Regions from separate parts of the Mus musculus genome. Here regions 2, 3, 4 and 5 are each linked to region 1. A link is a contact called in public Hi-C and promoter capture Hi-C data. All regions are on one chromosome and are shown on one strand. The core of a region is the stretch at or near the end of the contact, and the rest is flanking DNA. Distances in the headings are between cores, read along the strand shown. Region 1 holds the start of Ifngr1 (interferon gamma receptor 1). Region 2 holds the start of Myb (myeloblastosis oncogene). Region 3 holds the start of Hebp2 (heme binding protein 2). Region 4 holds the start of Hbs1l (Hbs1-like (S. cerevisiae)). Region 5 holds the start of Ccdc28a (coiled-coil domain containing 28A).

The links. Promoter capture Hi-C pulls out the DNA fragments that hold promoters and counts their contacts. A called contact is a pair of places that touch in the nucleus more often than the background predicts.
Region 2: a contact with region 1 is called in a promoter capture Hi-C map of embryonic stem cells, with 5 times the contacts expected there. The contact joins the promoter of Myb here to the promoter of Ifngr1 in region 1. A contact is called at or near these places in 4 of 39 promoter capture datasets (embryonic stem cells, liver, neutrophils and 1 more).
Region 3: a contact with region 1 is called in a promoter capture Hi-C map of hippocampal neurons, with 4 times the contacts expected there. The contact joins the promoter of Hebp2 here to the promoter of Ifngr1 in region 1. A contact is called at or near these places in 2 of 39 promoter capture datasets (hippocampal neurons and liver).
Region 4: a contact with region 1 is called in a Hi-C map of muscle stem cells, with 3 times the contacts expected there. The contact joins the promoter of Hbs1l here to the promoter of Ifngr1 in region 1. A contact is called at or near these places in 3 of 39 promoter capture datasets (the 3T3-L1 cell line, liver and pre-B cells) and 1 of 484 Hi-C or Micro-C datasets (muscle stem cells).
Region 5: a contact with region 1 is called in a promoter capture Hi-C map of liver, with 6 times the contacts expected there. The contact joins the promoter of Ccdc28a here to the promoter of Ifngr1 in region 1. A contact is called at or near these places in 3 of 39 promoter capture datasets (hippocampal neurons, liver and pre-B cells), 1 of 484 Hi-C or Micro-C datasets (uterus) and 1 of 115 datasets of contacts at active chromatin or transcription factors (microglia).

Annotation. Positions count from the first base shown.
Region 1 is chr10:19,588,602-19,594,318 of GRCm38.p6, forward strand. It overlaps Ifngr1 (interferon gamma receptor 1), which reads left to right and starts at 3,348. Exons shown (of 7, transcript NM_010511.3): 1 at 3,348-3,596. The coding sequence starts at 3,485.
Region 2 is chr10:21,158,606-21,164,660 of GRCm38.p6, forward strand. Myb (myeloblastosis oncogene) reads right to left here and starts at 2,379. Exons shown (of 16, transcript NM_001198914.1): 1 at 2,091-2,379. The coding sequence starts at 2,113.
Region 3 is chr10:18,543,856-18,549,731 of GRCm38.p6, forward strand. It overlaps Hebp2 (heme binding protein 2), which reads right to left and starts at 2,221. Exons shown (of 4, transcript NM_019487.3): 1 at 1,839-2,221; 2 at 1,223-1,358; 3 at 410-590. The coding sequence starts at 1,940.
Region 4 is chr10:21,293,906-21,299,800 of GRCm38.p6, forward strand. Hbs1l (Hbs1-like (S. cerevisiae)) reads left to right here and starts at 2,074. Exons shown (of 18, transcript NM_019702.2): 1 at 2,074-2,271; 2 at 5,273-5,338. The coding sequence starts at 2,229.
Region 5 is chr10:18,231,214-18,237,114 of GRCm38.p6, forward strand. It overlaps Ccdc28a (coiled-coil domain containing 28A), which reads right to left and starts at 3,768. Exons shown (of 6, transcript NM_144820.4): 1 at 3,639-3,768.

The DNA.
Region 1 (5,717 bases), core at 2,098-4,597:
GCTCCTACAACCCTGCTGCATTCTTTGGTAATTACAATCACAATTTCAATAATTATCTGTGGAGATCATGTCCCCTTATAAATATACATTTTGCAAAAAAACATAATGTATATATAAAACATGTGCCTTGAGTATATATAATTTATAGTGAGCTCTCTAGATAAACACTATGGCAAAGAAAAAAGTTAGATATGGGTCTGTGTGGAGACAGAGGCCTGGAGAGTCATGTGGGGTAAAGGGTATTGTCTATAATCTATAGATTGATGGGGAGAATACAGAACTCTGTGCTGTAGCTACAGACGCTCAAGCGTCTGCTTTACAGGGGAAGGAAATGCCTAAATACAGTGTGTGCTACTCATTGTTGTAGCTCGGCCATGCTCGCTCGCTCACTCGCTCTTTCTTCCTTCCTTTCTTTCTTTCTTTCTTTCTTTCTTTCTTTCTTTCTTTCTTTCTTCTTTCTTTCTTTCTTATTTTTTTTCATGCTCTGTTTCTAAGCTTGTAATTTTTTTTATTTAGCCGTATTGATTTCCTCTAAGCCATGTTGAGTGTGGCCTTCAGACTGTATCTCTAATCCTGAGCAGCAACTCCACATATATTTTAGCTTTATATTTTCCACCCTCATCCCAGATTTTTTTTTCTTTAATTTAAAATCCATCCTGAGAGTACAGTGGGCACAAGCACATACTTGGAGAATCTCCACTGGTCTGGCTTTAGAAGACAAAGCACTGATCATTCATTCTCTTCTGTATTGGCTTTACAAAATTTCTATCATTGGATTTTTAAAATATATAGATTTTATTTATTTTCCTTCTAATTTTATTAGCCTATAGAACCTATTCCTTCCCCCTTAATCTCCTAATTAGTCTGATTAGCAGGCTACAATATTGTAGATCTCTTGGACTGCAGATATAGCCTGGTTGGTAAAGTACTTAGGAAGCATGCGCACAGCTCTGGGATTGCTCCCCAACACTGAGGAACCTGGTGCCGCAAGCATGCCTGTAATCTTAGCATTTGGGGGTGGAGACAAGACTAGCCAAAGCTCAAGGTCATCCCTGGCTATATAGTGAGTGTGAAGCCAGACAGACTGGCATACAAGAGCTCCTAACTCAACAAATAAAACCACCGAACGAACGCCGTTTATTCCTCCATTAAAATCTAGACTAAGCCAATCCTGCCCCACCCCCCACACGCACACGCATGCACGCACGCACGTCTGATACTGTAATCTCATTGTTCATCTTGAGAACTGGCACAACATCGATACTGCCCTTACAGTGCCTCTTCCTCAGTGGATACAAGGTCCATGGGGGCAGGTGCTGTGTCTGCCTCCCTCGGGGCAATATTTTACTGCATAGCTATATCTTGGGTATCCACAGAAGCACTCGGAAACACTTAACTCCCAAGCATCCTCTGCCTCCAGAGGACTATGGCAGTGCCTTGGAAGGAAGGATGCTCTGCAGGTGATATCTGAAGCTTTGTCCAGATCCTTCCTCAGAAATGGAAGGTTCAGTGCCATTCCCTCCCAGCCAGCAGGAGCGCAGCTAGTAATCAGCCTCAGCTGCCAGTCTTCTAGTGGGAGATGCTAAAGGCATGGAAGCCACAAATCATGTCCTGTTCTGGCTTGTATTCAGTGCTGGGAAGTTGCCGCTTCACTTCCTATACCCATGGAGGACACTCTACAAAGCCATCCCCACTTTGGAGCAATGTGTGAGGTTGACATGTCTTCACAATCAGATCTAGCTACCTCTCTTTTATCCCAGAGGTTTATCCCAGAGGTTTATCCCAGCAGCACTTCTCAAGGACTGTTTCCATCACTTCATAATCTGCTTCCTGGTAAGCCAGCCTGGGGCACATGGAGTCTCAACTACAACAAAATCTGCAAGCCGCATGGTGCGGTCTCTCCTACTCTATATTCCTAAACAGCAAAGTACAGTAATTTATCCTTGTGCCATACAATGACCAGAAATGCCTTTCTTGAGGTGCATATCAGATGCACACCCAAACTCTTATTCCAAGTACTCACATCTGTAGCACCAAGGGTGAGACATTTGCTGTGTACCTTTTTCAGAAATGCAGAAAACTGAAGTCTAACCTGAATCATATGTACTGAATCTGAACCTGCACAAGGTCACCAAGATTTATCCTGACGTCAAAGTCTGAGAAATGCTGGGCTATTAGCATAATTAATTCGTTAATTAATCAAGACAAATAACAAGCCTTAGCTGGTAACTCCAAGTCTGCAGAATGTCTTCATAACATTTTGCTTGGAAGACTCAGAGAATGTCATGCCAGTATCTCTCTCTACGGTATAGAGCTTGCATTCTAGGAAGCAGAGAAAATCAAATCAATATGCATATTGTAGGAGGGGGTGCAAATGTGTTATTAAAAATAAAGTGGAGTAAAGAGAAGGGGAGAGTGGGTTGCATTCAAATTCCTTGCAGACATGGTGATAAAAGAGAGCTGAGGCGAGTGAGGCAGCACAAGAGTGTTGTCTATAGTAAGTGCAAGGTCACTAAAGTGAATTTAGGGGAATGAGAGAGATTTAAACTAACCGGTGCGGTCAGAGAGGCAAGAGGGACGATCTCTTGATGAAAGACTACTTAGTGATCCGCCCTTTGACATTTCATCATTAAAATGGGCATGTGCTTTTTGTGGTGGTAGTTTGTTTTTGCTAAGAATAAAGTGCTAGCCAAGCACATTGGATTTGCGTTGTGGGAGTCTGAACAAACTGTCTTGAAAACCAGAAGTTTAAGTTCCGCGGACAAAACTGGTGGGAACTGGAGAAGGATTTTTGTAACTTCTCTAACACCTCAGGCTCCAACACGCCTCATGCTGAGGGATGAGATAAGCATGGTGTCTGGTTGTGGACTGAGGCAAAAATCTCCAACCCCAGGTTACTACATAACCAGAATGAGGAACTGAGGAAGGTAGTGTCAGGCTGAAGAAGGTAAGGTTCCGGTCAGAGTTTCAAACGTATCCACAGTCCAGGTCCTGAATACAGAGAAGAGCCCACAGTTTCAAACCTCAGGCTAGTCCACCCCTTCTCCAACTTAGTGAAACTTCTCCGCCCACGCAGCGCACTGCCTGGCTCCCCAGTCCAGACCTCGCCTATAACCATGTCCTAGTCCACTTTAGACCCGCCAAGACACGCCTCCTTGTATAGACCCCGCCTCACATCCCACCTCTACTCCCAACCTCCAATCAACTCTAAGAGATTGCGTATTGGTCCCGCCTCTCTGGCTAGACCCCCGCCCTGAGTCCGCCCCTGAAGAGCTGCCTTTTAACCCTTTGCCCCGTGAGGCTCCGCCTCCCACTTAAGCCACGCCCCTCAGTCCCAGGCTGGTCTCTCAAGCTTTGGTTTTGGCCCCACCCAGCTCCCCGGCAGGCCGCTTGCGGACTTGGCGACTAGTCTGCGGCGGACGTGACGCCAAGGCCAGGCCACGGGCAGCGCGGGTCCCCTGTCAGAGGTGTCCCTCGCGCAGGAATGGGCCCGCAGGCGGCAGCTGGCAGGATGATTCTGCTGGTGGTCCTGATGCTGTCTGCGAAGGTCGGGAGTGGAGCTTTGACGAGCACTGAGGATCCTGAGCCTCCCTCGGGTAATCTCTCCGAGCCGCTGCGGGCTGGGGCGGGAGGCCAGGCCGGAGGCGCCGGGCTGGGAAGTCCCTGCGTTCCTGCTGCGCCGCCCTGGGCAAGGCAGCCCCAAGGGGCCCCGGGGGCTCCGCGGTTTACACGCCGCTTTCGCCTCTTCTTTGCCGACACAACACAAATCTGTGGTCTGTTTTACAGTTAGTTTCCACGGCAGCGTTTGGCATTGTGTGTATGACTTACAGACTTTATTTTCAATCTGTAGTCGGAATCCTCTGAAGGAAAAGGGGTGCCAACGGATACTAAGAGATTCTGATTTGTTTGTTAGTCTGGCGTTTAAGTGTTGAGATGCAAGGGTTCTTCTCGTAGCTTAAATCCTCAGAGCCTTTGATTTCAAATGATTATATATTCCCAGGACATATATGCTGGGAATAGTTCCTCTTTATGATTAGAGCTCTAGAGACAGCAATAAAACTTTTCATGCCCTTCCAGTCCCTAATCGTAAGTATCTGAGAAGTTCCCAATCTCCAGCTGCTGGAAGGCATGGGGAGACCTCTTTAACTCTCAGGCGAGTTCCAGCTCTGAACCCCTCCTATGGTTTCCAGGAGCTTCAGTTAGGCGTGCAGATTCCAATCCTGCCTTGACCTGATTTTCACAGTAGCTAGGATGTAACCACCTAGATGTCAGATGAAGGAAATGAGGTGCATGTTCAAACTGAAGTTCCACTGAGCTATAGAGAAAAATGAAATCATAATTGCAGAACAGTGGAATCAGAAAAAGTGTTAGTTGTGTTACACAGCCAGATTAAAAAAGACAATTACCATGTTTTCTTATGATAAATCAACCCCAGAGAAGTGTGTGTAGGAAATCATGAGAGGGGAGGAAGAGATCTTGAGGAAGAAGAGTTTAAAACAAGCAAAAGCAGGGTAATAAAACTCATGGGACATTAATGTAGAAGAGAGGACTCTTGGGGGAGGCAGGTGACCAGAAACAGAGAGCCAGGAGCAACTAAGGAATGAATCAGAAGCAATAATGGTATGTATGCAATATGTATGAAAATGTCTTATTAAAATCTTGTGCTTTCATAATTTAAAATTTTAAATTAAATATAGGATGCATGTATGGAAAAAAATTAAGCAAACAAATCCTTAGACATCCCTTAGGATAGACATGGTACCAAGGGCTAGGTAGATGAATTATAGTTATGACTTACTGAATGCTGGGCACTGTCTATTTTCACATAACAGATCTATTTCTACAGTCACCTCTACTAAAAGTGCCACCGGTATCTGCATCCATGGTGAGGCACACGGGGCTGCCCAAGTGGTAGGAGCCACTTACTAGGTGGTAGAGTACAAATTCTTAACCATCCCACTGCCAGCAATTACCAGGGGGAGTCGCCTGTCCCTGTTGTCCATTGAAGTACACTGTGATCAGAGATTGAATTTACTTTCAGGCTGCTGGAAATCAAGACTGGGTACCTAACCTCATTCAGGGGACTCTGGGAAGACTTTTTCAGAGAGATGTAGCTTAGAACCAGAGGCTTAGAGAGAATGTGCTTGCAGGGATATGAAGTGGTATGTTCAACTAGTGGGAGAGTTTTAACAGACTGTGTGGCAGGAGAGAAATAGGAAACCACTGGAATTCTTGTTGTGTATTAATATCAAGGAATGGAAATGGGGCTTTAATTGGCTTAACCCAAAACAGAAGGTTATTGGTTCAGAGAATGAGATACCAGCTTGGCTTCGGGAAGTTGGAACACAAGAAAGCTACCACTGATGAGCAGTGGTTGTGCACACCTTTAATACCAGCACTTAGGAGGCAGGGGTGGTGGATCTCTGAGTTCGAGGCCAGCCTGGCCTACAGAGTGAGTCCCAGGACAGCCAGGGCTTCACAGGGAAACCCCATCTCAAACAAACAAACAAAACTGAAGAAGAAAGGAGGAGGAAGGAGGAAGAGGAAGAGGAGGAGAGAAGGAAGAGGAGGAGGAAGAGGAGGCAGCAGCTACCATGTACCATTTTTTATTTCTAGTTGTCCTGGTTATTGACAGATTCCCTATTTGGCAGGAATGGTGTGTGCTGGTAGCCTTTGGGTTTTAAAATCTTGCAACTTCTTCTGTCACAACAAAAACC
Region 2 (6,055 bases), core at 1,129-3,628, 1.6 Mb after region 1:
CTCTGCATGCCATTTCCTTGCTCTAAAATGACCTGGTCGCCTCGGTAGCATGATTAATTTCGACAAAGGACCCGAAATAACTTTTCCTTTATCTGCTCCGACAAGATCTCAGACCCAACAGTCAAAGGACTTTCAAAGGCTGATTTCAAGCTAGATGCTCTCGACTGCTCCACCTGCGAGAGCCGGTGTGGTTACAAGAGTACAACTATGAATGTTACATTCTATCAAGGAAACAAACCGTGCAAAGAAACGAAAAAGAACACTGGGGGGTTGGGAAGAGGGAGGGGGACCGGAGGAAGTGCCTGTGGCCGCTACGTGATTCTAGAAAAGGGGTTCAGAGTCATTTCGCTGACCTGGTTAATAATCCCTGCCGAGTTGACGCTAGCCCTGCAAGAAACGGCTCCGAGCCCGCAGCCGGGTTTCTCTTCCCCCTGAGTCAAGTTCAAGGCTCCCGCCCCTCCCTGCCGCCTCCGCTCCGGGCTACCTGCGAGCCCCAGGGAACCTGCGCGGCCACGCCCCGACTGAACCTTGGGGCGGCCAGCTTGGGCCGCACCTCCTGGGAGCACCCCTTCCTAACTCCCTCCTCCTGCTGCAGGTTTCAGCTTTCTGCAGAACAGGTGACCTGGGTGCGGGCGGTTTAGGTCCCAAAAGCGAAAGGCGAAACCTCTTAAAGGGTGGCACTTAGGCTGGCGCGGCAGGCCCGGGGCCAGGCACTGGGAGCCAAGATTCAAGGTCTCCCCAATTCACCCCCTTCTTGTTCCGATGCCCAGCGGTTGCCGCTCCCCGCCTGGCCCATCCCGAGGGTGCGCGGCAGGGCCCACGCCCACGCTCCTGCAACTTCCCAGAGCCCGCGCCCTGCATGGCCAGGTCCTGATGGCTCCCCCCCCCCCCCAAAAAAAAAGAAAGAAAGAAAGAAAGAAAGAAAGAAAGAAAGAAAGAAAGAAAGGAAAGAAAGAGAGAGAACAGATTGTTTAGCGAAAATCAAACCACGAGTGGAAAGGCGGGCGCGGATAGACTGTGTCTCCGCGGACTCCCCCCCCCCCCCCCGAATCTTCCTTAGGGTCGGTCGGTCGGTGGCTTTGCCAGAGGCGGGCCACCAAAAGCAGCTGGAGCAGAGTGCTGGGAGCAGCGGCGACCTCAGCTGCTTCCACGTGTGCGCGGCCCAGGAGAAGAGCGGCGACATCGCCCGGGGTGCACTGCAGCTGCCTTGGGTGCCGCCTGCCTCCAGCACTTTGCGCCGAGTGGCGACCGCCACCGAGCTAAGCCCCGCATCTGTTGCTCTCTGGGAGCCCCGGCGTGTCCTCGGGAAACCCCGAGTCGGGCCGGACTTGAGCGCCAGCAACTGACAGTTCCGAGAGGATCCCTCTTCCCGAAGGTGGGGCCAAAATGGAAAGAGAGTGCACGCATCATCTCGGCCGGTGCGGTGACATGTGCGACGCGGGCGCGTGCAGTGTTTGCAAAAGCTTCTTCCATAACAAGTACAAGAATCTTCAAACGGCTGGGTTTAAAACAATCTGCAAACCCATTTTGTCCCCCTAAAATCTTTGCAGCTGCCTGCCTGTCAGCTGACACCTCTCTCGCCTCCATAATGAATGAATGAAATTTAAATGAACTACCTGCAGCTACTAAACAACCCGGCCTTTCCCTATATCTGCCATATGCTCTTCAAGTGCAAACACACCTCAATGCATGCAGCAATTAGGCTGCGACTCCCTCGCCGACACTCGGGGCATCAAGCCAAACACCTGGTGGGCTCCTCGGGTCTGATGGAACCGTTCAGTCCTCGGCTGAAGAGTGCCGAGCCCCCCCCCCACCCCACCCCCCAAAGAGAAACGAATCCCCGAGCAACTTGCAAAAAGAAAAAGAAAAAAGAAAGAAAAAGGGAAATAAAATAAAAAAGAGCCTCAGGGCATGCTTCCCACTATACCCGTGCGCTTCTCGCAGAGTTTTCCATTCATCCTTCTCCCGAGTGTCTTCTGCCACTGGCTGACAGCCCCGCAAACCAACAGGGAAGGCATTCCCACCTGCTCCGGGATGCCTGGATCCCCGCGCGCCCTAGCCCGAGGCCGCCCTCTCAGCCTCCCCATTACCTGTGTCGGGGTCTCCGGGCCATGGCGAGGCGGGCCGGGGCTCCGCCAAGAGCCCCGGGGACCGCACCGGTTGCCGCCTCCCGCTGCCCTCCGCCTTGCCTGCGTCCTCCCCCGGCTGCGCAGCGGCGCTCCGCACCGCCGGGGCGAAGTTTCTCCGGAGAAAGGGGAGGAGAAGGAGGTCACCGAGGAGGAGGAGGAGAAGGAGGAGAAGGAGGAGGAGGAAACAGGTTGATATTAAAGTGTAACTCTGTAAACAGATGCCATCAAACAAAGAGGTTTGGACACTCCCCCTCCCGCCAAATCTGGCGCCCCTGCAGTGCGCACGCGCCCTGCCCGCCGCCTCCGCGGTCGCCCGAGCTGCAGCCCGCCTGGCCGCCGCTCCCATTCGCCTCTCGCGCCGCGGAGCTGCTCCTGGCGCGCAGCGCGGCCGGGACGGCGGGCGGGCGGGGAGCCCGGGCTGGGGAGGGGCGGCCGGGGCCGCGGTGGCGCCTTTTCCTGCGCAAACCCCGCTCCGTGGCCGGGTGGCGCCGGCTCACACCGGGTCCCGCTGTTACCGCTTTCGGGGCTACGCGGTCGCTCCTCTCCGTAGGCTCCGGGGCTCCCGAGCCCGAATCAGCAGCGCTTCCATTCAAGGGCACCTCGATGGGGTTGGGTGACACACTTCTGCCTTCAGGGTTTCAACTGCGCCCCGACTTCAACACACCCGGGAGCAGAGAGTGTGAGGGATGATCGGTTGAATAGAGTGAGCGTACTTCCCCAACCCCCAACGATTTTTGACTAGGTCCAGTTTTTCATGTTTTAATTTTAAAGGGACATCTTTAATTCACTGGTAAGCGACAAAGGATACTTAAATACAGTCAGCCCTGTGGCTACAGCCTTTGACAGATCGAGCCCCGGGCTCATTTTTCAATCTCCTCCCAGATCCTGCAGCCCACACACCACCGGCTTTTTGTCATAAGCCCTTCCTCCCTCACTTAGACACACGCCGGGCCCACCCACCCTAGGAGGTGCCTACCACGCACTTCTGCCTCTGCAGAGTGCGCTCGGGTCCTGGGTCCTGCGTCAAACACTTGCTGGACAAACCTACTGGATCCCAAACAAACAACCCCTAGCAGTTCTCAGGAACTTGTGCACTCCTGATTCATTTTTTTTTTAAACCAAACCCATACCACTGGTTCTCAACCTGTGGGTCCCGACCCACTTGGGATTGCTCGACTGTTATCTTGTACGTTTGATATATATCTGATCTCTACATTATGATTCATAAGTAGCAAGATTACAGTTATAAAATACTGATGAAAATAATTTTATGTTTGGGGCCACCACATGAGAAACTTGTATTAAAGGGTCGCAGCTGAGACCCTTTAAAGGAAGGCTGAGAACCATTGAGCTAAACAGTAAGGACCCTGTTGGGTGTAATTTGAAGAGTTTACCAGCCACAAGTCAGCGAAGGTATCCCTGTAACTTTAACTACAGGTTCCCAAAGGAGCGATGTGCAAAGTGCTGAATTTATAAGGATTGGTGATTGGGGGATTTCAGGGGACTTTCAGTGTTACTTCTGTTTATAAATCAGTACCCTTGGGGATTTTTCTTTTCATTCTCAATACACACCAATTTATTTTGCCTTTAATCTTTTAGGAGTTCAAGACTTGTGCTGACTGGGTGTGTGAGTGTCCCAAGTGCTTTAGGGGTTCAAACATAGCTCAGAAAGCTTTTTTTTTCTTACTAAAAAAGCATGTTCTTACTGAAATGAGTCATAATTTTATTAAATTGTTGAAGCAAGCTGAGTTTCAAGACTTTATCTGGTGTTTGAAACGATGCTTCTTAAAATTAGCTATATCGTTTAATCTTTATGAAGACATTTCAGAGCATGCTCCTAAGGGTTTACAACAGTTTCTTTAAAATAAGAAGAAAGCAGAAAGTTACTGTGACACACTGCTGCATGGTTACAAGTCTCTTGCAACTTAATACACATTTGAAGCCAATACTTATGTGTAGAGTCTGTAATGAACTTTCTGTGCACTAACAATAAGTACTTACCAAGTCTATGACAAACATCTAGGAAGGACTCACCTCTCAAGGGACAGCAGTCTGTCTGGGTGTTACTCTGTGCATCTAAATGGAAGGGTTTCCATTCCTGAGCCTCTTGAATCCTTGCTAAGATGATTGATCTCACAGCCTCCTTCACAGAGTTCTGAAGAGGTACAGTTATGTTTTATGATTCTTAAAAAAGAAAAGGAAGAACTTTTAAGTAGAAAAACACTTATCATTTCTTTAGTGGTTTTGTACATTGGTATGTACATGGCTTGGGAATTCATAATATTCTTATTTCTCCAAGTTATTTTGCTATACAGTCTTATATTCCCCCCTCGTATGTGTCAAAGTAATAAGTGTGGAGGACAGACATAATCTAATTTAAAAAAAAAAGTACAGCCCAGTCATTTTACTATCATTTGTGGTCTATTGCTAGCTTAAGCTACGGAAGAAAATAATTGTGTCACTATCAAAATTTCTGTCTGGGTGAAAACATATTTCTAAAGATATTTCAGAATGCATATTGTAGCTGTGTTCATACATTTCTCCTTCCACTCATAAGTTTGGCAAATGCATCTTAGATGACAACTCTATGTTTTATGTCACTCTCAGATTTTTGTTTGTTTGTTTTTCAAGACAGAGTTTCTCTGTGTAGCCCTGGCTGTCCTGGAACTCGCTCTGTAGACCAGGCTGGCCTGGAACTCAGAAATCCGCCTGCCTCTGCCTCCCGAGTGCTGGGATTAAAGGTGTGAGCCACCACTGCCCGGCTCACTCTCAGTTTTTATTTACTTATGTTTATAATTTCCTAAGTCAGGTATTTTCTCTGTGGCAGGATGCAATAGATGCAACTTTGGGTTGTAATGCACTGCACAGGGAAGAGAATGCTTCTGTAAAGGACGAGATCTTAAAAAGAAGTGTTTTATGGTTTGATGGCTATACTGTATATTTCTCCCTTATTCTGCTGTCTCCTCTTTCTCTCTAAGCTCTAATAATGTGCAACAAACAAAAACCTTAAACAAACAAACAAACAAACAAACACCCTGAATGTTTGCTGTCCACCTGCAGGCCATGCTGATCCGAAGTCCTGAATGTGCGTCAGAATCACCGAATCCACCCAGGAGAAATTCACGGCTTCCACTGCAGTGGGTTTGGGATGATACCAGATAATTCACATTTTTAACAAGTGTCCAATGCTGTCCCTGGGAGAAATCTCGGGACCACTTATGATGATCTTGGCTGTTTCCACAGGCTCATTTCTTCTTTGTTGGATTTCTTCCAGAGCCTTCCATGTTTCCTGGGCCCAGTGGTCCTGCTATCCACAGCTCAAAGTTATTGTCTTCATAGTAAAGTTAGTGTCAGCGACCAAGAAGGCTGCAACAACCTGTTTGCCTTCCCACCATGGTGAACTTCAGCTTCTTATCTGAAACACAGAGGAAAAGGAGTCTCTGGTCCCCTGCAAGCTGTTGTGCTTTTCCCTCACACGGGCAGGTCTCAGAATCGGTTTTACTTTCCTCTTGACACTGGAGGAAGGCTAAAGGAAGAAATGCCCAGAAAAGACCCGAGTCCCTGGTGCTTTGCTTCCGATCTTTAATAACTCCAATCAGCATCTCAAAGACGCACGTTATCAATGTTAGTTATAGCCCTGGGTTCAGGGGTTCCATGTCTCTACCACCCACATTTCCCACCCCCTCAACCCAATTTGGCTCACAGCATTAAAAGAGAAATAATTACAGTAAATACCAAATGGTTAAAGTACAGACAATTCTTGGTCCTGTCAGTTAATGAAGAACAGCTGTGGCATATATAATTGAAATCCATAGGTTTGAGATAAACCTCATGTTGATTCCCAGCAAACCTTTTAATCTTAACAATGAAGGGGGCCCAACGGTAGCAAGGTATGGAACCTCCAGAGATGGTGGTGGTCAAGCGCA
Region 3 (5,876 bases), core at 971-3,470, 1.0 Mb before region 1:
TAGAAAGAACTACAAAAAGCAAACTTGTGTTTGTGGTAAGCCACAGAGTCTATAGTATTCGTTGTGCCTGCCCAAACAGACTAGGACAGACACCATATGCTGTTTTTTGAAGGCATTATTGTTCAGATCTATCTATTTTGTAGGAAAGGATAGTCCTATGTTTCAAGTGATACAATTTGTGCTATGTTTTATATGTGGAAGATATATAATAGACTTCTCAATAAATGGATTCTATCTTGCAATAGACTTCAGTGACATTTTAAAACCAAGACAGCAGGAAAACATCCTGAAATCTAGTAGACGGTTCTTATGGAAGGGTGAGATGCTTGTGGACTGGTGAATGCACACAGGTAAAACCAGCAGCCAGCAGGCCGGCAGGCAGCATGGCTGTGAATTATCTACCACTTACCGCACGAACACCGTCATTTCAGCTCTGTCTTCAATGAAGACATCTGACTCTGAAGGCCTGGGTGGATCGGGTTGCTGCTCAGAGGGGATGTACAGGGAAATCGTAATGGTAGACTCACTGAAAGGACTTGAGCCGGGCTCCACGTAGCTTGTCACGGGGGCTGTCAGCTTGATTTTCATCTCTACGTCATGGAAAAAATGAAAGCAATTTTAGCATATTATGGCTGATGTTTCTTGATTTCCTTTACATTACCACTATAAATATGTACCCTTGATATGTCTCATCTTTTTGTTTTTGTTTTTCTTTTATAAAGGGGTAGTGGTAGAATGACACATTACTCTACATTAAACAATTTTCTGTAGTGTTTTCTTGGGTTAATAAATTCTATATTTTTAAACATAAAGAAGAAATCACAGAAAACATGGGCCAATTATTTTTCTCTATATCTCAGAAATTGTGGTCCTAAGGCGAAGAGACTTGCAAAATTACACACACACACACACACAACTTGAGGCTCATGCCCTTGCATTTTCCTGTCCCTTGATATCACTATTAGAGGCATTTGGCACAGGAAAGGACTTCTCCCTAGGTAGAGTCCCATTTCATCTAGGAAAAAAAAAAAAAAATGAGGAAAGTATAGACCTTGACAAGCAGAACCCAGCAACACTCTACTGTAGCTACACTAAAGTTCTTGAAGCCAATCGTGAATAAAAACATTAGAGTTTCAGTCATCTGGTTATTCGTCTATTACAAAACAGAATTCTTCAGGAGACTAAAACTCAGTAATCGCAGCATCTCGGAGGCTACTTTTACCTTTCTCATTTTTGCCTTGAATGTAGCCATTCAATTTTGTGAAACCAGTCTGGATGGCTGAATCCCAGTCCAGGGACTCCACGCAAGTGCTGACCCACTTAGCCGGTCCGTAGTGCCGGATCTCATAACTTCCTGGCTAAAATGGTACAGAGAAAACTTAAGAGAAGTAACTCATGAACTCATGAACAAGCAGCAACTCATGAACGTCAGGAGGTGAGAGTCCCCAATACAGGAGAGCTGCAACCCTCTCCCCCCAAGGTCTAGCCTGAGGTTCCCGTTCTTTAGGACAAGCATGGACTCTCCTGAGGTTTCCCTACGGGTTGGAGAGCAGATACTGCCCTAAGGACAGATTACAAGCTTTTCTTAAATCGAAGCGCTGGGTCTGTGTAGTAGTAACCAGTTTCTCCCTACCCCACCCGCTCCGCGGACAGGAAGTGGATGTATGACTCTCTCCTGGGGTCAGCTAAACAACGCATCTCCTGGTTCGCGCAGATCTAAAATAGTATATATATATATATATATATATATATATATATTTTAACTTAACTCTAGGGGACTCTTCATATCACGGTAAAGTAGCCCAGATGAATCTTTGCGGGCCCTGGAAGACGCCTACCTGGGGGTCTATGTCCTCCGGAGCTTTCCAGCTCGGCATCTCCAAGGCCTGATCCTCTGAGCCCTCGGCCACCCCGAGGTCTGGCTCCGGCTCCTCTGCCATGAGTAAGGGCAGCTTGGGAGGGGCGCGCCCTGTTTGTGTTCACCGGCCACCCTGTTCTGAGTCCCCTCCCCACCGGCGCACGCTCGGCCCTGCAGCCCTTACTGCGGGTCCGTAGGACATTCTCGGTCTGAGCCACAAGGCGGCGTCGCGACCAACCTCAGGCTTGCGCCAGCCCTGGCCACACCCCTCTGCAGGGATAAGGTCAGGATCAGCTAGCTGATCAGACTGATCAGGATCGGCCGGCTGGCCCTGGGTCATCTAGGTCCTCTGCAGAGTCCCTCCCACCTAGCTGATGTTTTGCAGAACTGGATTGTGGGCAGTGGTGGGCGGAGGACTGAGCAGCTCCTAGCTCGGTTTCTGTGGAACCAGTCCGGGCACCCATTCAGGGAGCCTCTCCCTACATTGAAAACGCTGCCAGCGCCTCTGCAAAATCAGCTTCCTCCCCACCCTCACAAAAGAAAATCGCCTGCCCCAAGACTTCGCAGCGGAGCTCCAAGACCTCTAGCAGCTAGCACTCAGGACTCTGACTCCTGCTGCCCTTAGATCCTGGAGTCCAAATTGGGATCCGCAGACTGATTTATACTAGAAGGGCAGCCAGGGCCCACAGTTTTCAGGTTTGCTCAATGTGGAAAGTCAATGGAGACCCAGCATCTTTGGGGAGAGCAATGTGTGTGTGTGTGTGTGTGTGTGTGTGTGTGTGTGTGTGTGTGTGTGTGTGTGTTGTGTCTTGGGCTACTGAAACCATCTGAGTCCTCCAGTCAGCCCTGGAGGACGGGCCAGAGCACACACTAGTGCTCTTTAGATATTTTGGCTAGGCTTCATACTTTTTCCAAAAGATTTATTGAAATAAATTTATATATAATTCATCTCTTTTTTCTTTTAAAATGTTATACCGATATACAATTTATCTTGATCATATCCACCTGCCCCTCTCTCCCCTCAACTCCTGAAACCCCACTCTCCACCCCACCTCCACCCCATCACATCTTCCTTCCAAAATTCTTTGAGTATTTATTTAGCTCACTGGATTCAGCTAGTTCAACTCACATGCACTTAGGCTGGAGTCTATCACTGAGGCACTGAAAACCCATGCTCACACTCCTAAAAAGAAATGAGTCTCTAGGTCCCAGCAACCCGTTACTGATAAAGAATTCTCAGGAGTACTCCAGAGACATCCCTCCCCCATGCTGGAATTTTTTTCAGTTTTATTTTTAATTACATGTATATGTTTTAACATACCTCTACTATTTAATAAACCAGGCATTGTGGTGTACCCCTGTAATCCTAGAACTGTGAGTTTGGAAGCAGGAAACCCAGAAATTCTAAGTGACCCTTGACTACACACAAAAATTGAAGCCACTTGCCCCACCCCCACCCCCTCTTAGCTATATCCGAATGCCTCAAAAACAGAGAATCAGTAATAATAGTAAAGTGAACTACTTAATGGCTTTCAATTATATTTATGGAGTTTTGCAGCAATTACAATGCTAGCCCATCTTTTAATGATCTCCCCCCTCAGCCTTTAGCATGTTCTAAGCCCCTGTGCTAGTTAGTTCTGTTTTGTTTGCTTTTTTTTTTTTTTTTTTTTTTTTTTTGTCAGTTTGGCATAAATCCGGGTCATACGTGAAGAGGAAACTTCAACAGAGAACACACCTGCCTTCAACAGATTGGTTTGTAGGCAAGTCAATGGGGCATTCTCTCTGATGAATGATTAATGTGGACGGGCCCAGCAAACTGTGGGTGGTGCCACCTGGAACAACTGGTTCTGGGAAGTGTAGCTGGGGCTGGGCATGGTGGCATAGATGCTCTTAATGCCAGCACCACACTGGGGAGACGGTTAGCCAGATCTCTGTGAGTTGGAGGCCAGCCTGGTCTTTACAGTGAGTTCCAAGACAGCTAGGGTGGTGTAGAGAGACCCTGTCTTGAAAGAAAAGCAAAAAGAAAGGTAGCTGAAGGTGAGTCTGGGAACAGGCAGCACTCTTCCCTGCGTGGTCTCTGCTTCAGTTCTTGCCCACAGTTTGCTGATATCACTCAGTGATAGACTGTGGTATGGAAATGTAAGCCAAATAAACACTTTCTTCCCCGAGTCACTTTTGGATAGTGTTTTATGGCAGCATCAGAAAGCAAACTGGGGCACACCCAACTCCTAGAGCCATGCTCCAAGAAACTAGTAACTTGAACTTATCTTTGTGGTTTGATTGGAAACCAAAAACAAAATAAAGCAGAGGGGCCTACCCACCCTGCACCTCCCATCCTGCTGATTGACCACGGGTCATCTCTAGAAAATGTCAAAGAGCCAGGATGGTGTAAAAGTGTCCCAGATTTACTGAGTCCACGCCTAGCGCTCAGACACTTCATATAGAAGAACCACACTGTGGGATGCTCTGTGTGACTAACTGCCTTTGCTTAAAGTATCTTCAGGGTTCATGCATGTCATACACATTTTTTAATGGTCAAATAAGGATTTTTATAAGCAGTTTGTTTATCAATGTATGATGATTTGTATTGTTTCAACTTGGACTATTGTCAGCTTTTGTGTAGGGAAGGGTGGAGGAAGGAGGGGGGGGGGAGAGGGAGAGGATACAAATTGTATACAGGTTCTTGTGAACTGCTAAGTTGTTCTTGAACCATTTGATACTCTATTTACCTGCATCCTCTCCAGTTTTCCTGTAAGTATTTTGTGTATATACAACTTGCTTTGTAGATGTGATTTCTATTCTTGGAATTCACTGTTTTACAGTGTTTAATTCAGCGATGTTTAACAAATTCACTCAGTTGTAAACCCAGCACCACTATCAAATCCCAGAATATTCTATCACTGAAAAAAAGAGATCCTATGAAGTTGAACGGTCCCTCTCATCTGTGACCCTGTCCTCTTCCTCATCCCTGCCATCCACTGAGTTACTTTCTACATCTGTAGATTTGCCTCACTGAGCATTTTGAATCAATAGAATCAGATAGTGTATGATTACATAATCATCGGTATGATTATATAGACTGGCTTCTTTCACTTACTGAGAGAACTAGCATTTTCAAGCTCGATCTGTGCTATGGCATGGACCAGTCCTCTGTTCTAGCTCACCGCTGGAAATTAACCCATTTTTTGGACCTGGTAATTTAAGCTACTTTCCTTCTTTGCCCTTCCCTGACTAAACAACTGTGGAAAGAGCTCTGGCCATAAGCCAGAGTTCTAGTTCTATTTTAAATCTATTATTATGCAGTTAAGCTTGAATTATTTAGTGAAAAACTCAATAATGAGTTTCGACATAATTTTTTTGTTTGTTTGTTTTGTGTTTTCGAGACAGGATTTCTCTGCATAGCCCTGGCTGTCCTGGAACTCACTTTGTAGACAACGCTGGCCTCGAACTCAGAAATCCACCTGCTTCTGCCTCCCGAGTGCTGGGATTAAAGGCATGCTCCACCATGCCCGTTTAATTGCCTGTTTGTTATCAGATTCGATCTATGGTTTAAATTGGCTTCCAAAATTGGGAAGTGTAGCCGTGAATTAGTTAAACTGTTTTGGTCCCCAGTGGTTCCCTCCTTCAGCCACCCGCCAGAGCCCTCTGGAGTTGCAAATGAAAGACGCGCACGCGCGCGCGCGCACACACACACACACACACACACACACACACACACACACACACACACATGCTGGTACGTACGCATGCAAGTTAATTCTGTTATGCCTTGGCTAGCTCAAATAAGGCTACTAACCCTTTCCCCGACTAGCAAACACTCCCCTCCAGCATTCCGGAGTTAACATTCTTAAAAATCTTTATTTCATTTCTGCTACTCCAGACCCAATCGGAGAAAGAGCCACTAGAGCCAATTCTTACAAGGCTGGTACGTCCCACGCCCCCTCTCTTCTTCCTCCCCTCCCTCTCCCATTCCCGGGAATCCTGGGAATCCTCGGTCTTCCTACCCAACCACTACCTG
Region 4 (5,895 bases), core at 824-3,323, 1.7 Mb after region 1:
AAAAACAAAAACCAAAACCAAAAAAACAACTATGGGAGGAAAGGGTTTATTTGGCTTACACTTCCAAGGTTGTTTGTTTGTTGGTTTTTGTTTTTGTTTTGTTTTGTTTTAAGATTTATTTATTTAATGTATATGGGTACACTGTCACTGTCTTCAGACACACCAGAAGAGGGCATAAGATCCCATTAGAGATGGTAGTGAGCCACCATGTGGTTGCTGGGAATTGAACTCAGGACCTCCGGAAGAACAGTCAGTGCTCTTAACTCATCAGTCGTCTCACCAGCCCCACACTTTCAAGTTACAATCCATCACTGAGGGACATCAAGGTAGAAACTGAAGCAGAGACTGAAGCAGGAACTACAGGTGCAACTGCTTACAGGCCCGCTCTTCTGCTCATGCTTGGCTTGCTTTCTCTTACAGCCCAGGCCCCACTACTAAGGAGGTTGCCCTGTAGAGCAGACTGGAAACTCTTTGCATCAATCAATCAAGACATTGCCTCACAGGACAATTCTGATGAGGCAATTTCCAGGTGACTCTGAGTTATGTCACCTTGCCAGGGAAACTAACAAGTGTAAATAATATACCATTTTCAGGAATCAATACAGAACAGACTGGTCCACACACCCAAGTTATGTGTCATGTCTGAGGCAGGATTGTTTTCTTATTCACCCTACTAGTTATGTGGTCGGTTTATAACTCATTTACTTCAATAGCCGCATCAGTGACTTGTAATTAACAGCATTCACGTTTACAGTGGGATAGAAGCTGACCCTGGTTTTTAAGTTTTATGTACGTGACGTTGAGACAGGGTCTCAACAGTGCTGGTTGGCCTGGAACTCCCTGTGTAGCCAAGGATGACCTTGAATTCCTGGTCCTCCTGTCCCTGTCTACAGAGTACCAAGATTAAAGGAATTGAGCCACCAGGTCCAGCACATTTAGTACTCTTTAGCACTTAATGTCCTGTGCTAAGTCCTCTTACATGGGCAAATATTATTTATGAATTTGATAATGTATAAGATAATATCTTCACTTACAAAGAAATAGGCTGCAATGTGGAAATTATTTAAAGGTATAAAATAAAACACTTAAAAATCATAAAATTAGCATCTACTTTTTTTTTTTTTTGTCTATAAAGTTTTGCCTTGGAGCCATATGAAACATTGTGAGTTAAGAACACCATTGGGTAGTCAGTCAGAACTCAAATCTGAGCCCTTTACAAATATGGATTTAATTTGTGTTATCCTCATTGTTGTGGATTAGAAAAGCTGAGTAAGGTGGTGTTAGACATTCGCCTTTGATTCCAGGTCTTGGCATTGAAAGCACAAGCTACAATAAAATGGTTTGTTCAGTGTGATAATAAGGTTGATGTTTTTTACACAGCATTATTAGCCTTATGTTGTATGAAACAAGGATGTTTAATAACAGGTTATAGATTTATGTGTTATTATTACATCATAAGCACCCAAGGCTAGTTCTGTGTCTGAAAAGCTGTACTAAACACCCTTAGCAAGTTCACATATTTATGTATTCAATCAATGTCTAAGGCTTCCTTCTTAATTAATTCGTGCTAATGAAATATTTTACAAAGCTAAGGTCAGACAGTTGTTTACCAGAGCTGTTAATGAATTTAATATGGAGCCCATACCTGAAGCCATGAGTTACATGCGAAGCATATTGACCCAGTGTGGCTACATTTCAAAGCTAAAATTACTCATTCAAAAAGTTCCCTCTACAGCTTGGACTAATTATTATGCCAAATTTACACGTTTATTGATTGCCTATAGTGTTTACTAAGGCTTAAAAGCTGAAACAAAGTCCTTGTTTTTACTGAGCGAAATAGGCAGCTTTTCAGATGATCAAAAACCAAAGTTGGGAAATAATCCTGAAAACCGGTGTAGGTGAAGGATCCCGCTCAACAACCCTCTGGTTGCTTCATTTCTGGCCTTGAAGTCCACGTCAGTCAATTCGCTTGTGGGCGGGACCTCGCCCCCCCCCCCCCCCCGCCAGTTCGCGAGCGCGCACGCGTTCCCGGGAGGCCCGCAGTGACCCCGAGAGCTTGCCGTCGCCAAGTGCGCAGGTATGACGTCGCGCATGCGCGGACGCTCGGCGCAGAGGCCTGGCGGAAGACAAGATGGCGCGGCAGAGGTGTTCCGCCCGCGGTCTGCGCCTCGTCGGTTTCTGAGCCGAGTTTTTCTGGAAGGGACGGCGGCAGGCGCCGTCTGTGCGCGATGGCCCGGCATCGGAACGTCCGGGGATATAACTACGATGAAGGTGGGTGGTAAGGCCGCGCCGGCCGTGACCTTAGCTCTTCCAGCTGTCTCCATGGCCGCTTTACATCTCCCTGGAATCGAGCATGGACCCCGGAGCCACGCTCGCAATGGGATCTTCGGCGGAGAGGGAGCGGGCGGAGAGCGAGCAGGACCTGAGAGGAACACCCGGGGAGGAAGCCGGCGTGTTGTCTGCCTCCTAGCTGAGCTAGTTCACCGACCGGGCAGGGGTGTAGCATCTCCAGGGCCCATAGGTGTGGCGAGGTCGGGATCCGATGCTGTTCGTATCCAAGCGTCACCTCTTCTTTCCCTGTTTCCTGCGGGGATCCCGCAATGAGTTCCTGACGTCTGTCTCATAAGCCCTCCTTCAGACAAGCCCACGAGGCCGTAGTTAGAAAAGAGGCTGGCTTAGCGCTTACCTGCGGCCGGCCTACTACAAACGTCAGATTTATTTCGTTGTCCCCGTGTCCCTGCGTTTTTGACTGCTCCATTTTTTTCCAACGGATTTCAAAACTGGGGACGTGAGAAACAGAAAAGATTCTTGTTTAAAAGGGCTCAAGAAATTGGGTCGATTTGCTGATGTTCAGGTGTATAAATTCAGTTATTGGCAAACAGTGCTTAATGTAGATTGATTTTAAAAAGGAAATGGAAAAATAACACCAGCGGGGAGGTCATGAAAAAGGGACTCGCAGTTTGTTGGCATTGAGTGGATGATAATAAGCATCATTTAGCATCACAGAAGCTAAAAATAAACACAAATGTAAAGTGATGCAAGAATCCTAAAGACCTGCTGCTTTTTAAAATGGAGAAGATGCAATGTTTACGCAGGCGGTTGTTATTAACACCCCCTTTGGGGGGATTGTGAGCTTCAGTGTCCTCAACAGGTTTGACCAACCAACAACCTGGGCTGCATCTGGAGACTTTGACCCAGTCTGCCTGGAATATCTTACTTGGCAGGCATTCACTGTAAGAATACATAGTGTCTGTATAAAAGGCCTGGTGGACCACTACCACTAAGAAATGACTTTAGTCTGGAAGAGATTGTGTAGCTGTGAAATAAGGGACATTTATTACCAATATATTTCCTCAGCCAGTGATAATTGACTATTTAAGGGTACTGCTTAACACATGAGGACTGTTTACAGTAACAGCTGGTTAAAGCATGAGAGATTCCACAGTGTGATGACAGTAATATAGAAACGATGCAAAAGAGAGGGTCTAAATTAGAAGGGAAGGGCTGGGATTTCTGTGTAGCCTCTGAGTGCCGAATACCTTCTTACCTTGGCTACCTGAGGTCAGGTTTGATTCCTTTGTAACAATCAGTGACATCATAAGCAAGCGTAGCCTGTCTTGGGATGTTCCTCCCTTCCTGTTCATAAAAGTTCATTTTCCATTTTCTTCTTCCCAGTTAGGCTTCCTTTTGGGCTTTCAGTAATTAAAACTTCACAAAAGTATTCTAATTTCATTAGAGTTAGTCTGTGGACAAAAAACCTGTTGGCTCCTCTGTGTAACACCTGCGTTACTTTACCGTTTAATTCCAAGTACTTTTCAGGACTGCCTCTATCTATAGGTTTTTGTTTTGAGACAGTTTCATGTAGCCCCTGTTGGACTTGTCATCGCGGTATAGCCAAGGGTGATGAACATAATCTTTCTGCCTCTGATTCTGTCTCCCAAGTACCAGATGATGGGCTGGCAGGCCTGGTTTATACAGTGCTGTTGGAACCTAGGACTGTGCATAAAGGGAGAGCAGCCGAGCTATGTTTGCAGACTCTCTCCCATAGTTTAACAGCCTTTAATTGTATGTCTGCTTCAGGCGTGGTGGGATACCTTACGTGTAGTAAATCCCTCCAATGTTTTGTTGAAGAAGTGAAGCACTTTAGGAAGACCACGGGAAGAGTTCTCTTCATATTTGTATATTGTCATGCTTGAGGTTCACCGAACTAGCAAAAGTGATTTATAATATCTAAAGATGTATGTTTTGGGGTTATGAGTGAAATTTAAATTTGGGATTACATTCTGATTTAATTTAATCTTACATGTTTTTATCCAGTTAAAGCAGTCACACAAATTTTCTTTGCCACAGCCCTTGGTCTTGGCCTTTAAGCATGTTGTTCCTGCTGCCTGCATGCCCTAGAAAACTGGCTACCTCTGTCCGTTAGAGTTGGTTTGGATGTTCTCTTCCTGGGGAAGTTCTCATTTTGCTCATGTGTGTTCCCATATGCTCCGTATTTCATGATGCCTAATCTTCGTGGAGTCTGTGATCACCCTTTTCTGGTTTGTGAGATTTTTGGCATTAAGAGAACTGGGAGTGTGTGCTCTTCTCTTAAGTACTGAAGTGTCTCCATAGTAGCCTCTGCTATAAATTTATATATGTTCCTTGCAGTTTTAAAGTCCTTTGATTTGTTAACCTATAAACACATTAAGTTAGTGGTCCGTGTATGCCAGGGACTTAAAAACGTTTGCCAGGAAGGAGCTGTGATTTCTCGTGCTTTGAAACACATCTTGTACTTGGAAGAAAAGAAATGAGAGGCAGCTGTTGGAAGGTAAAGGTGGTGGGGAAGACTTCTGGGAGCTTGCTTACCTAGAGAAAGAACAACCTTAGGAAAAGCTCAACAAAACATATTCTTTGAGGCCAGTTAGCAGTCACCAAAGTTAGCCATCCTCGATCCCCACAAACAATGTCTGTATGGTTGCTTGTATACCCTGTGCTTACCACTTCTGTAAAGATGTGTGGTTAGATGGAAGGAGGAATGTGAGAAAATTAAATAGAGCCCAATTAACTTAAAAGCAAAAGACATATGTATGTTTTTAAAGTATAGATTGTCAATAACATAGATTGTTAATGAATAACTTTTTTGTGGGAAAAGTTCTTAGAATTTGTAGAAAAGTAGACATTTCAACCCCCTTGAAAATTGATATGTTAACTTGCTTTGTAGCTAGTCCAGGTGTTTCCTCACGGATATAAAAGGCTGATTGTCTTGTAAAGTCCTGTGTTTGTCTTGTAGATTTTGAAGATGATGATCTGTATGGGCAGTCTGTGGAGGATGACTACTGTATCTCACCATCAACAGGTACGTTGTTCAGCAAGGGATTTCTGTGACTTAGCTGTCTAAACATTCAAGTAAGCATGATTGTCATCCTGGACCAGAATGTTCATGAGACTATAATATGTAATGTTGAAAAAGATGCTTATGTGTGTGTATGTCTTTATACACACATGTTAACACTTAAAATAGATTATTTGAAAACCAAAAATAGGCCAGGGTGGCCTTGAACTCCTGGTGGTCCTCCAGCTTTGGTCATATTTGGATGGATTTGTAAGTAAATATGCCCCCACCGAGTTCACCTACAAGAGTTTCTTTCTTTACCCATGAATAATTTTTGTTTTCTCTCTCTCTCTCTCTCTCTCTCTCTCTCTCTCTCTCTGTGTGTGTGTGTGTGTGTGTGTGTGTGTGTGCGCGCGCGCGCGCGCGCGCAAGTGTGTCTTGTTTGTCTTTGTTTAGGTGCATGCTGCTTCTGCACGTGCATAGAGTGCAGAGAGACCTCAGGTGCCTTGTCCCATTCTCCCCTTAGTTCTTTATGTCAGGATTTCTCACTGAACTGTGGGGCTAGGCTGGTGACCAGCAAC
Region 5 (5,901 bases), core at 2,518-5,017, 1.4 Mb before region 1:
CATAGTGGGGTATTCCTGTGACAACCTGACCATGTATTGGGGAGGACTGTGGAAGGACTTTGGAACTTTGGGCTTGAAGATCCATTCGTTGTTAAGAGCTTTGTCAGATGTTGTGTAGGAGCTTAGAAGATAATGTTGAGAACAGTGCAGAAGATGGAGGCCTGGCTTGTGAAATTTCAGAGGGAAAATTAAAGACGCTTTTCAGGGCCATTGCTATTTTGATTGGGAATATTCTGTGGTTCTGGTTAGCTGGGGCTGAAGAATCAGCTGTGATTAACAAGATAGCAGAACTACTAAAACGAAACTTTTGGGCTGGAGAGATGGCTCAATGGTTAAGAGCACTGGCTGCTCTACCAGAGGTCCTGAGTTCAATTCCCAGCAACCACATGGTGGCTCACAACCATCAGTAATGGGAATCCTATACCCTCTTCTGGTGTGTCTGTGTACTCATATACATAAAGTAAGTCAATCTTTAAAAAAAATGAAACTTTTGCATTACTGGGACTATTGATGCTGGTTAGCTGGAGCTAAGAAATTAGCAGTGATTAAGAAGAGAACAGCATCATCGAGGTGACATCTTCTGGGAAGTGTTTTTTGAGAGCACAGAAGCCGTGTTCCAGAGATAACCAAAGTTGTACCTCATGCTACAGTGGGACTTGGTAATGTGTAAGAGTCACCCAGGTGGTACTGGTTTTGAAGGCATAAAGGGGTCACACAGAGCAGCTGAGGCTCAGCACTGTGATAGGCCAATGAAGGCCATTGGTGAGGGTGCAGCCTCAGTGGCAATTGATGGCCCAGGACTGAAGGGGTCATGCAAAGGATTTGAGGCTTAGCACCGTGAAGAGAGCCTATGAGAGGCTATTGTTAAAGCCAAGTTACAGTGGAAGACAGCAACATTTTAGAGAAGCCAGTACCATGAGATGACTACCAAGAACCACAGCAGCAGTGGAGTACAGGTGGCTGGAGCCTAGAAGACAACATGTGTGCTACAAAGGGCATGGCTGGAGAAGTGACCCAAGCCCTTGGAGGAGCTCAGAAGATCATGAGTCGGATCCCAGACATTGGATGGTTGGAGATTGATTTTTGCTTTTGATTGTGACTGTACCCTGATATTTTTCCCTCTTGAAGGAAGTTTTTTAGTGAAGCCCACAGTTAAGAGACTTTAAAATTTAAAGTACTTTGTATTTTAAAAGATACTAGAACTTTTAATATGTAAAGACTGTGGGACTTTTAAAGTTGTTTAGATCTTGGGGATGAATAAGAACTAAGGGTTGAGGCTTACTAGTGATGTGTTTGTCAAGTTAACAAGGGGTCAATTGTACTAGCTAGTTTTGTGTCAACTTGACACAGCTGGAGTTATCACAGAGAAAGGAGCTTCAGTTGGGGAAATGCCTCCATGAGATCCAACTGTAAGGCATTTTCTCAATTAGTGATCAAGGGGGAAAGGCCCCTTGTGGGTGGGACCATCTCTGGGCTGGTAGTTCTGGTTTCTATAAGAAAGCAGGCTGAGCAAGCCAGGGGAAGCAAACCAGTAAAGAACATCCCTCCCTGGCCTCTGCATCAGCTCCTGCTTCCTGACCTGCTTGAGTTCCAATCCTGACTTCCTTGGTGATGAACAGCAGTATGAAAGTGTAAGCTGAATAAACCCTTTCCTCCCCAACTTGCTTCTTGGTCATGATGTTTGTGCAGGAATAGAAACCCTAACTAAGACAATAATGTTACTCTCTTTAAACATACCAGAAGAGGGCATCAGATCCCATTGCAGATGATTGTGAGCCACCATGTTCAATTCTGGGAATTGAACTCAGGATCTCTGGAAGAGCAGCTAGTGCTCTTAACCGCTGAGTCATCTCTCCAGCCCTGTCTAATAATTTTTTAAAAAGCATTTTCTCTATTCACACATCTTCTAAGTATCTACTGTCTCTCTTCTACAAGCCAGGCACTGTCGTCAGTCCTGGGAAAGCAGCAATGAATTAGCCAAAGCCCTTAACCTCAAGAGGCCACCATTATATAAGTGACCAGTATAAACAAATCGCCCATGTAACTCCTCAGCCTCACTGGGCCTTTATCTGGCCTTTAGATCTCCCTTCTAAACCATACTCAAATACATGTATAATCAGGGCACCAGCGGACTAAGCTGCACCTTGAAGGCTTACATAATATACATTTTATTTACATGCTATTAACCACCACTCCTAGATATCTCTCTCTCTCTCCCCCCAAGGTGTCACTATGTAGCTTTGGCTGACCTGAAATTTGCTCTGTAGACTCAGCTGGCCCGAACTCATTAAAGGCATAGCTCTATCCCTCCTGGGATTAAAGGCATCAAAAGTGTGCACAGCTTCACCTTTTCTTTTTGAAAAACAATTCTGCTCTATGTCCTTGGCTGGCTGAGAAATTACTACGTAAGCCACGCTGGTTTCCAACCTGTGATGATCCTTCTCCCTCGGCTCTTGAGTGAGTCCTGGAAGGATGGGCATGTGCCACAAGTCTAGCTCTTTCGATTTGAATTTTCTTAATTCTATTATTAATTTATCACAAAAAAGTGTCAGAAAATGCATACCTGTTCCCCCCTTCAAATCGTTAACTGCACTATGAATTTAAAAAGATTTACTTTATGTATGTGAGTATAGTGTTACTCTCTTTAAACACACCAGAAGAGGGCATCAGATCCCATTACAGATGATTGTGAGCCATCATGTGGTTTCTGGGAATTGAACTCAGGATCTCTGGTCGTTTAAAAAATACTGTGGGGCTTAAGAGATGGCTCTGCAGTTAAGAGCACTGACTACTCTTTTCGGAGGTCTCTTTTGATTTCCAGGCCCAACAATGCTGCTTATGACAGTAACTTCTGTCCCAAGGTATCCAGTGCCCTCTTCTGGCCTCCAGGGGCACAGTGTGCACCTGTACACAGTCATCTAATAAAATTTAAAATCTAAAAGTGTTGAATTTAGTCCTGCCATGACTATTTTAAAAGACTGAAACTGACTTCTGTCACTCCTAAAAGAATTAGTCGGGAATTATACAGGTAATTTATTTTTGTTTTGCTAGCTGATGTGGGTTTTTCTTGGAAAAGGGTACAGCATTCAGTCTCTTGTCTCAGATACCAAGAGCGAATCCACTTGAGTCATTCGGGAATTGTTTAGCTGTAATACAGATTAAATAAAACTTTGAAGATGACGGAGCAGGTTTCCAAGAGATGAGGATCTGTATAATTGGTGATACATATAAACACGCTAACCTTCAAATCTATGGATGCTAATACACATTTGGTAACAAAAGAGGAGGAAAAAGCAAAAACCAGTTAATACATAAAGCATCGCCAATAAACCAATGGTCCCCGAGGGACCAAGCTTGCGATGTCCTCTTTTCTGAAAGATAACATCTGTCACAAGACCCTGAAATCCTTCTTGTATGACAAACACGAGGGACCTTTCCAGAGGGGACGAACTGCTCACGGTTGAATGTCAGGCCTCGCTGCCAACCAGAATCACCAGAGGTGCCTCTGGACTTTGCCTCATTCATTTCCCTTCCGCAACCCAGCCCTGCGATGACCCATCTACACTCAGCGGTGACCAGAGCAGGTGCTGAGGGGCTCGAATGAACAGGTTGCGGGGTCCCCTTACCCCATTACATACCGGAGGGAGAAAAGGCTGTGGTTACCCTTCCTCGGCTAGGAAAAGTAAGAGAGCGTTCAAAGCCTCCGCCAGGGCTGCATCAAGAGCCCAGCTCGTCTGCCTGGGTCACAAACCCAGGCAAGCGCCCTTTGTTTACGGAAGTGACGTAATCTGGGCGGGGCCCTCCGAGAGGCGAAAAGCCCCGCCTCTCCCAGGTCCCTTAGCGATGCTCGCGTCTCTGCTTTGGGCTCCGTCTTCCCATAGCCGCCTTCAGGTATGGCTCCAGCGGCTGCGGGAAAGAGGAGTTGTTGTTGGCCACTCCACTTCTGCCTGTCTCATGGCCTCATGGAAACTGGCTGTATATTGTCCTCACCGGAAGCGGCCAGCCACCTCGGTGAAGGACCGCCCCATGCACTGCAATTCCCAGCATGCCTTTCGAACAAATCGAAGGCGGAGCCTATTGTCCCCTTGCGGCGGATCCACACCTCGGATTGGCTGCTTTTAGTTTGGCTTGAGAAGCGGTATTGGGTTCAGCATCCCTGATGCTGTGCCGCCAAGTGTGATTCTGTAAATAGCCAGTATCCAAGCATTGCAGTTGGGTGTGGTGGGGGTGGGGTGAGTGCGTTTAGGTTTTCTGTGTACCTGTCTGTCTGTCTATCAGTCTTTCTTCGTTTTCTTTGCCTTTTTTTGACCAAGTCTCGTATAGCCGACACTGCTCAGGAACCGGTTATGTTGTTGAGATCTTCCTGCCTGCGCTTCTCATACGGGTATGTGTCACTCGTCCCACTTTACCTCACTACAGTCCTTTAAGGTAATGTCAAAATCCCCGTTTTAGAAGTGATTCTGAGGTCGGGCGTGGTGGCGCACGCCTTTAATCCCAGCACTTGGGAGGCAGAGGCAGGCGGGTTTCTGAGTTCGAGGCCAGCCTGGTCTACAAAGTGAGTTCCAGGACAGCCAGGGCTATAAAGAGAAACCCTGTCTCGAAAAAACCGAAAAGAAAAAAAAAAAAAAAGAAAGAAAGAAAACAAATGAAATGATTCTGAGATTCAGAAAGGCTAATCAGACTTGCTGCCTGACTCCCCACTTCATCCCCGGGATTAGGAATTGAGGGCTAAGAGAGAAGGCTCAACCCTAAACTAAAGAAAACTTACCTTTCCCTCCTTGATGTGGATGCCTTCTCAGAGGGAAGATGGGACTTTTTAGATTCCGACTTTCTTAGATTGAGGTGACCCTGTCCTTCAATCTCCCCATTACCTAGGGAGGAAATTGTGTCTAGAGATTATATTGAGACAGAGCAAAAATGGAGTTACTAAGTACTTAAACTCATACTATGAGATGTTCTTCCATTAGGAAAAACAAAACCAAAAACTTGGAATTCTTAAAAAAAACAAACCAAAAAACAAAACAAAATAACAAAAACAAAAAACCCCCACAGATACAGCATTCATGGTTCCAGTTTCCAAAGTGAACACGTGTTAGGTTTCATAATTTGGTATTTTTAGGGTAAAGAACTTGAACTTAAGAAAAGGCGGAATTCTCCTGTTTGGCATCTCTGAATGGTTGTATTTTGTGAATTGATCTACAACTTGGTTTTTAAGGAATGTCATGGCCTAGGTTCTACTTTTATAAAATTATGCCATGAAAGAATGAAAGAGGGAAAGCAGTTTGGGAGCAGGCCACAGTGTGGTGCTATATTGACTTGCTTCGGAGCTGAGACCTACATGGGAAAGTTATCCCAAAAGCGATGCTATTGTTTGGCTATCTTTGTAAAACTTGGTGCCTTCTCTGCTCTGAGATGAGCTCTAAAACACTACTGAGAGATTGGAGAAGAGCTCTCCAGGGCTGAGGACCCCCAGAGACTTCTTGAAGGGACAAGTGGGCTTTTGGAGAGCTGCTGGGAACTGAAAGTACCAGGAGGATCCGCTAGGTGAAACAGCCGTGAGTGAGTAGCCATTTCTCAAGAATGTATGTATTGTGTCATAGAAGAAACAGTAGGGCCTGGGGTGGGACTTTGGGGGAGCACTGGCCCAGCATGCTTGAGGCCCTGGGTATGAGTTTTGTCACCAAAAGAGGCAAAACAGTGAATCCAGAGGAACTATTTCATTTTTACTCTAAGATGTAACAGGTTTTTAGCAGGAGGCCAAAAAGTCTTTAAAATGAGACTGTTCATTTTAAAGACTTAGACATCTAGCATTGTTACGCCTATAGTCTTTTATTAAACATACTACTTTAGGCTGTAATTTCCTTAAGAGCAAATATGTGTTGATTTCCATACCTTTAGCAG